2 separate regions of the Mus musculus genome follow, and region 1 is linked to region 2. The links are chromatin contacts, called in public HiChIP or PLAC-seq maps. All regions are on one chromosome and are shown on one strand. Each heading gives the region's core, a stretch centred on a gene start, on an enhancer-like site or on the middle of the called end of the contact. The rest is flanking DNA. Distances are from core to core; before and after follow the strand shown.

Evidence for each region. HiChIP or PLAC-seq counts read pairs in DNA pulled down with a chosen protein or histone mark.
Region 1: a contact with region 2 is called in an H3K27ac HiChIP or PLAC-seq map of embryonic stem cells, with 9 times the contacts expected there. The contact joins two enhancer-like sites. A contact is called at or near these places in 1 of 15 datasets of contacts at CTCF or cohesin (the NIH/3T3 cell line), 2 of 115 datasets of contacts at active chromatin or transcription factors (both in embryonic stem cells) and 1 of 9 other capture datasets (embryonic stem cells).

Annotation. Positions count from the first base shown.
Region 1 is chr15:41,739,557-41,744,248 of GRCm38.p6, reverse strand. The region is part of intron 3 of Oxr1 (oxidation resistance 1); the gene reads right to left. Among named protein-coding and RNA genes, the nearest start is that of Abra, 130 kb to the left of the region's middle. Within about 2 kb of position 2,173, at least 29 of the 459 cell types and tissues checked have an H3K27ac peak or open chromatin away from gene starts, as enhancers often do. A contact at or near this core is called in embryonic stem cells, where this site is marked.
Region 2 is chr15:41,328,677-41,333,954 of GRCm38.p6, reverse strand. No RefSeq gene overlaps it. Among named protein-coding and RNA genes, the nearest start is that of Gm41312, 14 kb to the right of the region's middle. Within about 2 kb of position 3,689, at least 18 of the 459 cell types and tissues checked have an H3K27ac peak or open chromatin away from gene starts, as enhancers often do. A contact at or near this core is called in embryonic stem cells, where this site is marked.

The sequences.
Region 1 (4,692 bases), core at 924-3,423, 410 kb before region 2:
TACTTTGGGTAGCATGTGTTAACTGACATCATCTAAATTGTGATTTAAAAGTACTAATAGATCAAGTAAATGGGATTATATTATTAAAAGATTAGCTTTTATGAGGGTGGGGTGGCATGGAGAAAGTGTTCAAGGCACAAAGACCAACTCATGATGAAGCCCACTGTGGCTTCGAGGGGACAGAAAATAGGAGAGAGATGACATTCTAGGAAACAAGTGCCTTCATAGAGCTTGTAAATTATTTTTGACAATTTTGATTTTAATCTCAGAGCCACAGGGATACAATTAGGATTTTAAGCAGAGCATTAATGGAATCAGATTTGACCTTTAGAAATTAACCATAAGTCATGTAATGGGTTACAGAGAGATATGTCCTGAATATAGGAGACCACCTCTGAGCTGATGGTTGTAATCTGTGTGCTCTATGAAGCACAATTATGGCAGTAGGGATTAAGAGAGGTGAATTAATTCAGGAGGCTTTAGAGGGTGGCTTGATTTTTTTTTAATTTTTAATTATTTTCTATTTTTTGGCTAGTTGTGGCAATGTTTGTTGGGCCTTGGAAGGGAGAGGAAAGAACTAGTTTGGCACTAGAGAATGGAGAAGGAAATGAGTTTAAAGGGCAAATGATATAAAATCAACTTTGAAAGGCTAATATTGGAGTACCTCTGGTGTATCCTAATGGACATGACTAAGTAACAGTTGGAGATATTGGTCTAAAGTTTGTAATAATCTTCAGGGTGAGTAATTTAGATGGCAGCATCTTAGATATGAACTGATATTACCTAGGGGCAAAGTGTTCTTATACAGTTTGTATTTAGACTCAGCACTATCACTGTTTTATCCCACTTACTTTCTGTTTGGGTTTTCTCTCCTCCACATACACATGCACATTTGTATGTGCACACACACACACACATACACACGCACGCGTGCGCGCGTACACACACACACACACACACACACAGAAAAATATTTGCTGACTTATTTGACAACAAATTACACACATTGTAGTCCTCTACCTCATTTACTTAAATGCATATTTCTTATGGTTATTCATGCTTAAAAAATAACACAATGTAACGTTTAGATTTGAGTAAATTCTACATTGATTTAATATACTTCTTAATAATCTCATGTCTCTGTCCCAGTTTTGACTACTCGTCCATTAATAACTCTAGGCTGCATTAATTTTCAGGATAAGGTGTATTTTTTCAGCTTCCCCAACTGTATATAGGATGATTTTCATATATATGTATATATATATATATATATATATATATATATACATATATATATGTATGTATATATATATATATATATATATATATATATATATATATATATATATATATCCTCCAAACCTTGTTATGTCTCTCACAGGAAGGAAAATGCAGATATTTAAGTAATCAGTATAATTCATGAATTTAGGGTGTGTGTGTGTGTGTGTGTGTGTATATATATATATATATGTATGTATATATATATAAAACGGTCATTTCTTGTAACTTTCCCATCTATCTAGAGAAGACAAGGACAAGGATACTATGTTCCCAGATGGACCTTTTTAGTATGTGGCACTTGATTTTATGCTGTTTCATGAGTAGGAAAACATAAGATCTAGAAAGTGGGGTTTTTTTGTTTGTTTGTTTGTTTGTTTTTTTATTTTTTCGAGACAGGAGACCATGCTATTATGCTATTTAAGTTGCACTTTGTTCTCTTGTTTGTTTGTTTTTTCCTCTTAGAGGGGTGAGGCAGGTTGGAAACAGGTTTCCCTATGTAGTCCTGGCTGTCCTGGACCTCTCTCTGTAGACATAGTTGGGCTCAAACTCAGAGAGATCTGCCTGCCTCTGCCTCCCTAGTCCTGGGATTAAAGGATTGTTTTCTCTCCCTCTCCCTCTCTCCCTCCCCCTTTCCTCCCCATCCCCCTCCCTCCCGCCCCACCCTCTCTCTCCTTAAGTGCTGTCAAAATAAACAAAGGATGAGGTAGAGTACTGGACCGAGGTACAAAGCCCACTCGACCGACCAAATAGTATTTAAGATTCAGATTCCTACTAAGGAAAGGCAGGATATAAAGCATTGGCAGAAGTAAATTTGTGGTCTTGCAGCAAGGAGTCTAGAGGAGGAAGCATTCCCAGTTTACCAGGACCTGAGGCACAATGGGAAGCTTTAGTTACAGGAAGCCTCTGAACGCCCTAGTGAAGCTGCTAAACTGGTTTCTGTTTCCCTTTGTGGGTGTTTTGTTCAAAGAAGAAAAGCAAGTTTTGGCCTGCCATTGGTTACACTAAAGGTTGATCTTTAGTTAAAAAGGAATGGATTTGTCAGGATCATTTTCCTTCACTAGGATCCTAATTTAGGTGATTTTGGCTCAAAGTCACCCACACCTGAAAATTTTCTTCCTTCTTTAACTGCGGTTCAACATAGAAACTTTGAGAAATGTACCTGGATTGATCTGCACAACCACCTACAAGGAAGATGTTTGTCCAGTGATCAAAACAGTACACACTGGAGTCCTTAGCTGCCCACAGGAACCGCCACCAACATGAACAAGAATACATCTGTCATTAGGGTCTCTGAGAAATCTGCCACAGAATCCATGAACTCCAGCAAGAAAGAGATGCATGCCTTAAAACCAGAACTGAATAACAGGCTCATAGAGAATAGGTAAACAATAGGGGCTTTGAAATCTGGTGAATCTGAGATTGAATTCTCCCTGCTACTGTTACCTCATTGCTTTTTCTGGACAACATAAAGGTCTATGTGCCCCAGTTGCATCTAGAGTACAAAAGAGAGAGAGAAATAATATCTACCCACTAAGGTATTAAATTAGGATTGAAGGAGACAATATATGCAGAATATCTTAAACACAGGGGCTGGCATATGGTGGGTGCTTGAAATAGCTCCTAGTACCCTTTAACACACTAACAAGGGCTGATCCAATACAAGGCAGAAGAGAGACTGAAGGCAGAATCAGGGGAGAGAAGAGAACTGAGCCTTCTTCAGGTTGCTGGCACAGTCAGTGGAGGAAGGAAAGCAGGGGACAGAAGGCTTCATCTGTAGACGGAAGGTGGCTCCATGCTTGCACGCATTAGCAACCAGCCAAGGTCATTACTGGAATGCATCCATCTCAGTAGATGCTCCTTCCATATGACATGGACCCTTTTAAAAACTGCTACAGGAAGCCAGGCGTGGTGGTGCACGCCTTTAATCCCAGCACTTGGGAGGCAGAGGCAGGTGAATTTCTGAGTTCAAGGCCAGCCTGGTCTACAGAGTGAGTTCCAGGACAGCCAGACAGCCAGGACAATATGGAGAAACCCTGTCTCGGAAAAAAACAAAACAAAACAAAAACAAAAAACAAAACAAACAAACAACAACAAAAAAAAACAGCTGCCGGAGCACAAGCACAGGAAGCCTATTTAACAATGAAGAAAGGCGAAGTATGTCTCCCAGGTGATTGATTACATTGGAACATCATCAGGAAAGAGCAGAAAGCACTAGGGTCTACAAGATAGCATTTGACTCCAAATGTTCACATGCACAGGAGAGAATAGTTGTGCTTCTCTCACAACAGAGAGAGATGGTGTGAGCCAAAGAAATGTATTAGAAGTCTGGAGATGAGTTCAAACACACGTGGACTACTGGGGAGAGTTGCCAACCTCAGAGCTGGGTGTATGGAGCTTTAACTTTGATAGCGGAGTGAGCATTCAACTTCTGTATCTAAGTAAGTTGTTAGTGTAGTAGTATAGTGCCCTTAAGAAAGGCATGCAAAGAGGGGAAGGGGCAGCTGCTTCAGACAACAAGGCTCTAGGTTAGATAGGACAACGGCGTTGTTCTTTTATCCCCCAAATTTCTAGGCAGAGTGCCCAAACTAGTGTTTGCACAAGGTGTCGAAACTCAGTGAGCTGGAGCTTTGGGCTCTCTTAGTTTCTGGGACACTGGTCAGTTGGCATCCACTTACCTAAATATTACAAGGCATACAGGAAGGACTCTTCCTCCACAGCAAAGGGCAGCATGCTTTGAGTGGCTTCCAAGAGGCTGGTATTCTGATATTGTTGGCAGAATGATGACCTCGAAATGTGTCTTTATTCTGCTTTCTGTAACCTATGAATATCACCATATGGTGGAGCACTAATGTCTTACCAGATGAGATGTTTGATAGTTCGCTGCCTTTGAGGTGGGAATTTTTTGTCAATCATGCCTGTGGACCTATTGTAATAACAACAGTCAAGTGACAAGGGAGGCAGGAAGGGCAGATTCAAAGGGATGCGACATGAGAAACTTTGAAGATAGTGTGAGACCATGAGCCACAAAATGCTCATGTATTTTATAAACCTGAAGAAGCAAGAAAGTAGATTTCCCCGTGGAGCTTCCAGAAAAGAAGATAGCCTGCCAGAAACCCCATTTTAGTGTAGAAAGATGGATCTGGACTTCACACTACTGGGAATTTAGATTTGTATCATTTAAGTTTATAACTTTTTGGTAATATACTGTGAATACAATAGGAATTAAAAATAACTATTAAATACATGTCATATACAAGGCTGTACTAAGTATTGTCATCATTTTATAGAAAATAAAATGACATGGAGAAATCATACCTGGTCTGATATAAAAAACAATAAATGAACTTAAACATTTAAAAATTCATATTTTCCCTCTCCTCTTCCTCTTTTATCCCTCCCTTTCCTTTCCCC
Region 2 (5,278 bases), core at 2,440-4,939:
AATGTTTCAAAAAATTCAGAGATCTACCTGTCTTTGTTAAACACAGATGATAAGCCAGCTGGATAGGACCTCCTTGAAATTGCCACTCCTACCATACCTGGGTCTGGACCTCAACTGCCTTTCTCCCAGGCTGACCTTAAACTCATACATCTGCTTGTCTTTTTATCTGCCATTTTTGTATCAATCTGACAAACTGGCTCATGGTGTACTGTTCTTTTAGACCCGTGAAGCTCCTTTTACAATTCATACTGCATCCTTTTGTTTCACATCATTGAGAAATTGTATATTTTTGAACTCATGTTTTCAGCATCCTTTCTGGCAGCCTTACGGGCTCTCCTTAAGGCCACAGCATTCTATCATTTTCCTGATATTCTATCACAGGCACACACTTGCTTCCCAGACTCCTGCTGTCTCTAATTATCATGGAGTCATTAATCTTGTCAGAGAGGACATTAATCAAAGGAGGAACATGAAAATGTGTACATTATTATACAAACAAGCCTTACACCCACAGCAACCACCAACACTCGTGTAGGCCCACTCCCTGCTGACTGTTCCACGGGTGGGAACCATGTCACACCCTCCTTATCATGGTCAGGCTGGACTGTGTAGGGAGTTGACAGGTATAGGGATGAGTTGGAGAAGAGCAGTGGAGGGGATCCACAGGAGGCAGAGAAGCAGAGTGTCCCAATAGGATATGCTTATTACCTGAGATCGAGGGCAAAGAATGTGGAGAGGGCAAAATACCTAGTTTGATACATAGTTGGGGGATGAGACTTGGGGGTTGCATTTGGAGGAGAAGAGGCTAAATGAAGATTTGAAGCTCACCTATCCACTTTGCTGGCCTACTTGTTTCTCTGGCAGGCTGGGGTAGTGGGTTCTCCAGGAATGCCTGTTGGGGTTGGGAGCTGGGACAATAGGTTGAGTCAGAAAAGAGGTTGGAGGAGATCTGTGTGATCTTCTGGAAGTGGGAGAAAGGGCAGGGATGAGATTGTGGGCTTTGGAGGAGCAGGAGGAGTAGTAGAGGTCTGCAGTTAGACCATCTGCTTTCCTGGCTGACTTGACCTGGTAAGTCATATTTTCCTGTGGATCCTTTCTAGGATCGGTGACTAGGTACTTGGTTTATCTGGTGCTTTCAGCTTTTCTGTCATGTTTTATAATCTTACAGTCTTCAGAATTTCACAGATGGTGACTCTTTCTGGAGGTTAGATGAGCAATTAAAGCTCTGTCTGGTTGCTTTGTGTCAGTACATATGCTACCCACATTTCATGCTGAATGGAAGCAAACCACACAGTCCTCTCTTGCCTTACTTTCCTCTTTGGGAATTTAGGAATAGAAATAATACTTCTTCCTGACTCTGGTGAGGAATGAGTCACAGGGAAGATGTTATATCTAATTCAGTTAATATCCACCAAAGCCGGCTGAAGGCATAGATCCTCAGACCTGCTTCTAAAAGTAACTTGGTCTAAAACTGTCCTCAGTAGGAGGTCACAGCTCAGAATCAAATGATGTTAGAAACAGAGGCTACAAATTAACCTTCAAGGGATTACTTACCCAGAGGTTGTCTGCTTGACTTAAAGGCATAGGCTTCTACTCTGCTCACTGTTCATCTACTGTTCAGCTTGTCTGAATCTTAGCAGCGGCACATATTTAGCATTCATTCCTGTTTTATTGCCTAGACTTTTACCTAATGAGTTAGGCAGTGGTTGAGTGTTTGAATAGAATTCATGATAGCTTGGGTTTGGTATTTAGTACTGAAAAATAAGAGGAAACAAAGAATATTGCATTGTATAAGAACCAGAAAGGCTTTTGATTAAATTCAACAAACTTTATTGCATATCATGTCTATAATAGAGAAACATCTATACATGGAAGGTAAATCTGGATAATCTAATAATGCAGTCACTGCCTGGATGGAATTTATAATAAAATTAGAGTAGACAGAGCTGTATTGTCAATGCCTGGATTGGGGCTCAGTAAAAGTCTTTTAAACAGTTGGTAAAGGCCATGAGAAGAGTGAAGTGTTGTTATTAGTCTCTAAATATGGATGGATTTTTGAGTGAAAGAGATGGAAGAAAGGTCAATGCTTTGGTTCACACTAGGTAAAGCAGATGTGGGCATTAAGAGGAGGGTTTGTTGGTGTTGAGCCTGGCACATGCTGTGTTGTGATGCGAAAAGCCAACTGGGAAAGCAGCCCAGTGTGCTTCTGAATTATGGGACTATGGTATACAGTCCACAGAGAAAGGTGCAAAATGAGCTAGACATGAAGTTTAAGGATAGATTATAGAGGTTGTACATGCTGTAAAACTTGACTTTAGGCCATGTGAAACATGAGCCTTTGAAAATACAGGCAGTATTGTGCTGGTAAATTTTATATAATAGAAATCAGTTTGGTTTACAGTCCTTCACTATAGAGACTTCAAACCAATCTGCCCATCTGAGATCACTGGACTGAGCTGGGAAGAGACACATAGGGCATATGTAATTCTTTGCAGATTGTGTGCTGACTGCAAGGTGCCATGTCCAGGGCTTGGAATGCTCCGAGGTTTCTTCTAGAATGTTTATATTTAAATCTTCTTAATAAATATACTTGAGACAAAAGGAAGAGCAGATAAAAGATGACAGAAAGGGTGGCAACATCTGACACAGAAGGAGAAAATGCTCAATGAAGAGAAAGGTTTTGAGTCTGGGGAGTGAGGCTCTGTTTCATGGTATCTATGACCTCTGTGAAACCCTATGTACATTTGTGTATCAATGCACTGTAGGGAATGATTGTCTATTAGATTTTTTAATAGGTCTGTGAAACCAACTTAACAGTTAGACTGTCATTTTAGATAGGAGTGATGATTGAATTTGGTAAGCAGTTGTGTGTGCATGTTGTATAACGGTGATATGAGAAAGAGTTGTGAATGACATGAAGATACTTTAAGTTGGACACCTAGAAAATGAACACTCCTGATAATAAAAAAAGAAAAGAGAAATAGATAATAATTTCCTAAGTAAAATTGGCAGTTTTAGAATGAGATAATCTGAGGCACAATAGAACATATAAGATAAAGTAAGAACATGTAGTATTTACTCTAAGTAATGTAACTTCATTCCTAATTCTTTTGTGATTAGATACATTACTGATTATACATACTGGATGTTGGATTTCCGATATGGATAAATATCTGAAGTACATATTTAATGTACCAAAGTAGACCTGGGCTCCAGGTTTTCCCAGCATCCTTTAGTCCTTACCTGGAATACCCTGCCCATAACCCTGAACTCTTCAGCCCAGGGGCTTGGCTTCCACTCCTTCTGAAACTTTTCCCTATATAATATAGAAATTTTGTTCTCTCTCCCTCTCTCTCCCCCCCTCTCCCTCTCCCTCTCTCTCTCCATTCACACTTTATTTCTTTCTTTGCCTCTTTTCCCTGTCTTTGTCTTTCAGCCAGCCTGAAAGTGAATTCACAATAAACCTGCCTTTATGTACATTAATCTGACTTGAGTTGGCTCATATTACTGGTGGAGAATAACATATCACAGGCCAACTCAACGACACTTTGAAGGCAAAAGCAGAGAAGGGAGAAGAGATGGGATACGAGGTAGAGTGTTGGCTTACACAACATTCCACTAGGCTCTTCCCAGGGTCCTAGCAATGGATTGCATCATCATCAGCTGCAATCACCTGCCACTGCCAGGTGTGGGCAGCATATACAAGGACTGTTTCCTACTCCAGTTCTCTTTCTCTGTTCCCAAGTGTTCCTGGCCATTTCTCTCTTGCCCTTTCTGTCCTTCTTTTCTGTCCTTCTCTGCCTCACTTCTCTTTCTCTGCCCTCTGGCTCTGCTCCTGTCTGCCTGCCTCTACCCCTTCTCCAGGTCCTTGCTCTCTTTCCGTCCCCTTTTATCCAGATCAGTTGTGTGTTGTGCTTTCTCAGAGGGATGGGATCTCCCCTGAGAAATTGGCATGGGATCTCCAGGTATCCCTGAGCCCTGTATTGTATTTCAGAACAGAGAAAGAGAAAAGGCCAAAGACAGACTCAAGTCCCACTCTATTGCAAGTTATTTGTTTTATTTTATTAATTTTTTTCATACAATATATTTTGATCCTACTTTCTCTTCTCCCAGTGAAGTAGAAATTTCTGGTTTCTTTATCAATTCAGTTGTGTCACATGATGTTTTTCTGGAAAGTGTCTTGTGAGAAGGCATGTGATATTTTGCTGAAATCAGACACTTGAGAAGGCATGTGATGTTTAGAAAGAATATAAATGGAACCCCATAAACAGTGAGAGGATGCTATTGCATTGCTCTGCGGTACAGTGCTTCATTGGTCTTTGATGGTCTTTGTTGGTCTTTACTGGTCTTCACTTCATAGAAAGCATATGCACAAAAGAACTTCTCGGGGCATTCTGGCTAATTCTGACAGCTTTTGCTGACTCATTCAGACTCAGCAGAACCTTGCTGTTTCTGCTGAATCAGGCTGCTGCCACTATTGATTGGTGTTTGGTGTTTACTACTGAACAGAACTGCTGGTATCTTGACCATGAAGAGTAGCATAGCCCCAAGGAACTACTTCTAAACTGGTCCCCAACAACCTTTACTTATTAACCTTGTTTTTCCCCTACCTCTGGTTGGTGGGTTAGAGGGATGTAGAATTGTTTAAGAACCCCAAATAAAGTAAGTTGTGGAAAAAAATCCAAGACTACACCCAATGTTCCCAGATCCTCTCCTGTCCTTCCTCACCCATTCCCTCAACCCCTGTATCCCTGAAACAAAACAAAAACAAAAGCAATATTGAAACCCCATTAGCCAGCAGGTATCAGAATTTACTGGAAGGTTGATTAGTGTAAAGATTACGGAAGCTAAGAGGTCAAAGGACTTTAAACTTCTAAACTAAACTGGCCAGTAACTTTGTTCCATTCAGAAAATTTACCTTATCTTCCAAGTTCTCATTTACCTCATTTATAAGATGCAAATATGGAACTATTCAAATTGACTTTGGATTGGAGATGAGGTCTATAAATGGCTGGTGAAAGATGTCCTTGTCCAAGCTTGACAAACTCTTTGGTGTTCATTACAGTGGAAGCCAACACAAACATTAATTTCAGAATGACTATAAATTAGAAAATATAGATAAATAAAATTTTAGTTTAGTTGGATTATTGAAAAATTCTCTCCAATCATACATTTTAATTAGTAGATATATACAATAAGCTAAGCAAAATTGTATGTAATTGAAACTGGTAAGACTTTTATATGCTGCTCACCCATTTGGGAACCTCAGTGACAACTG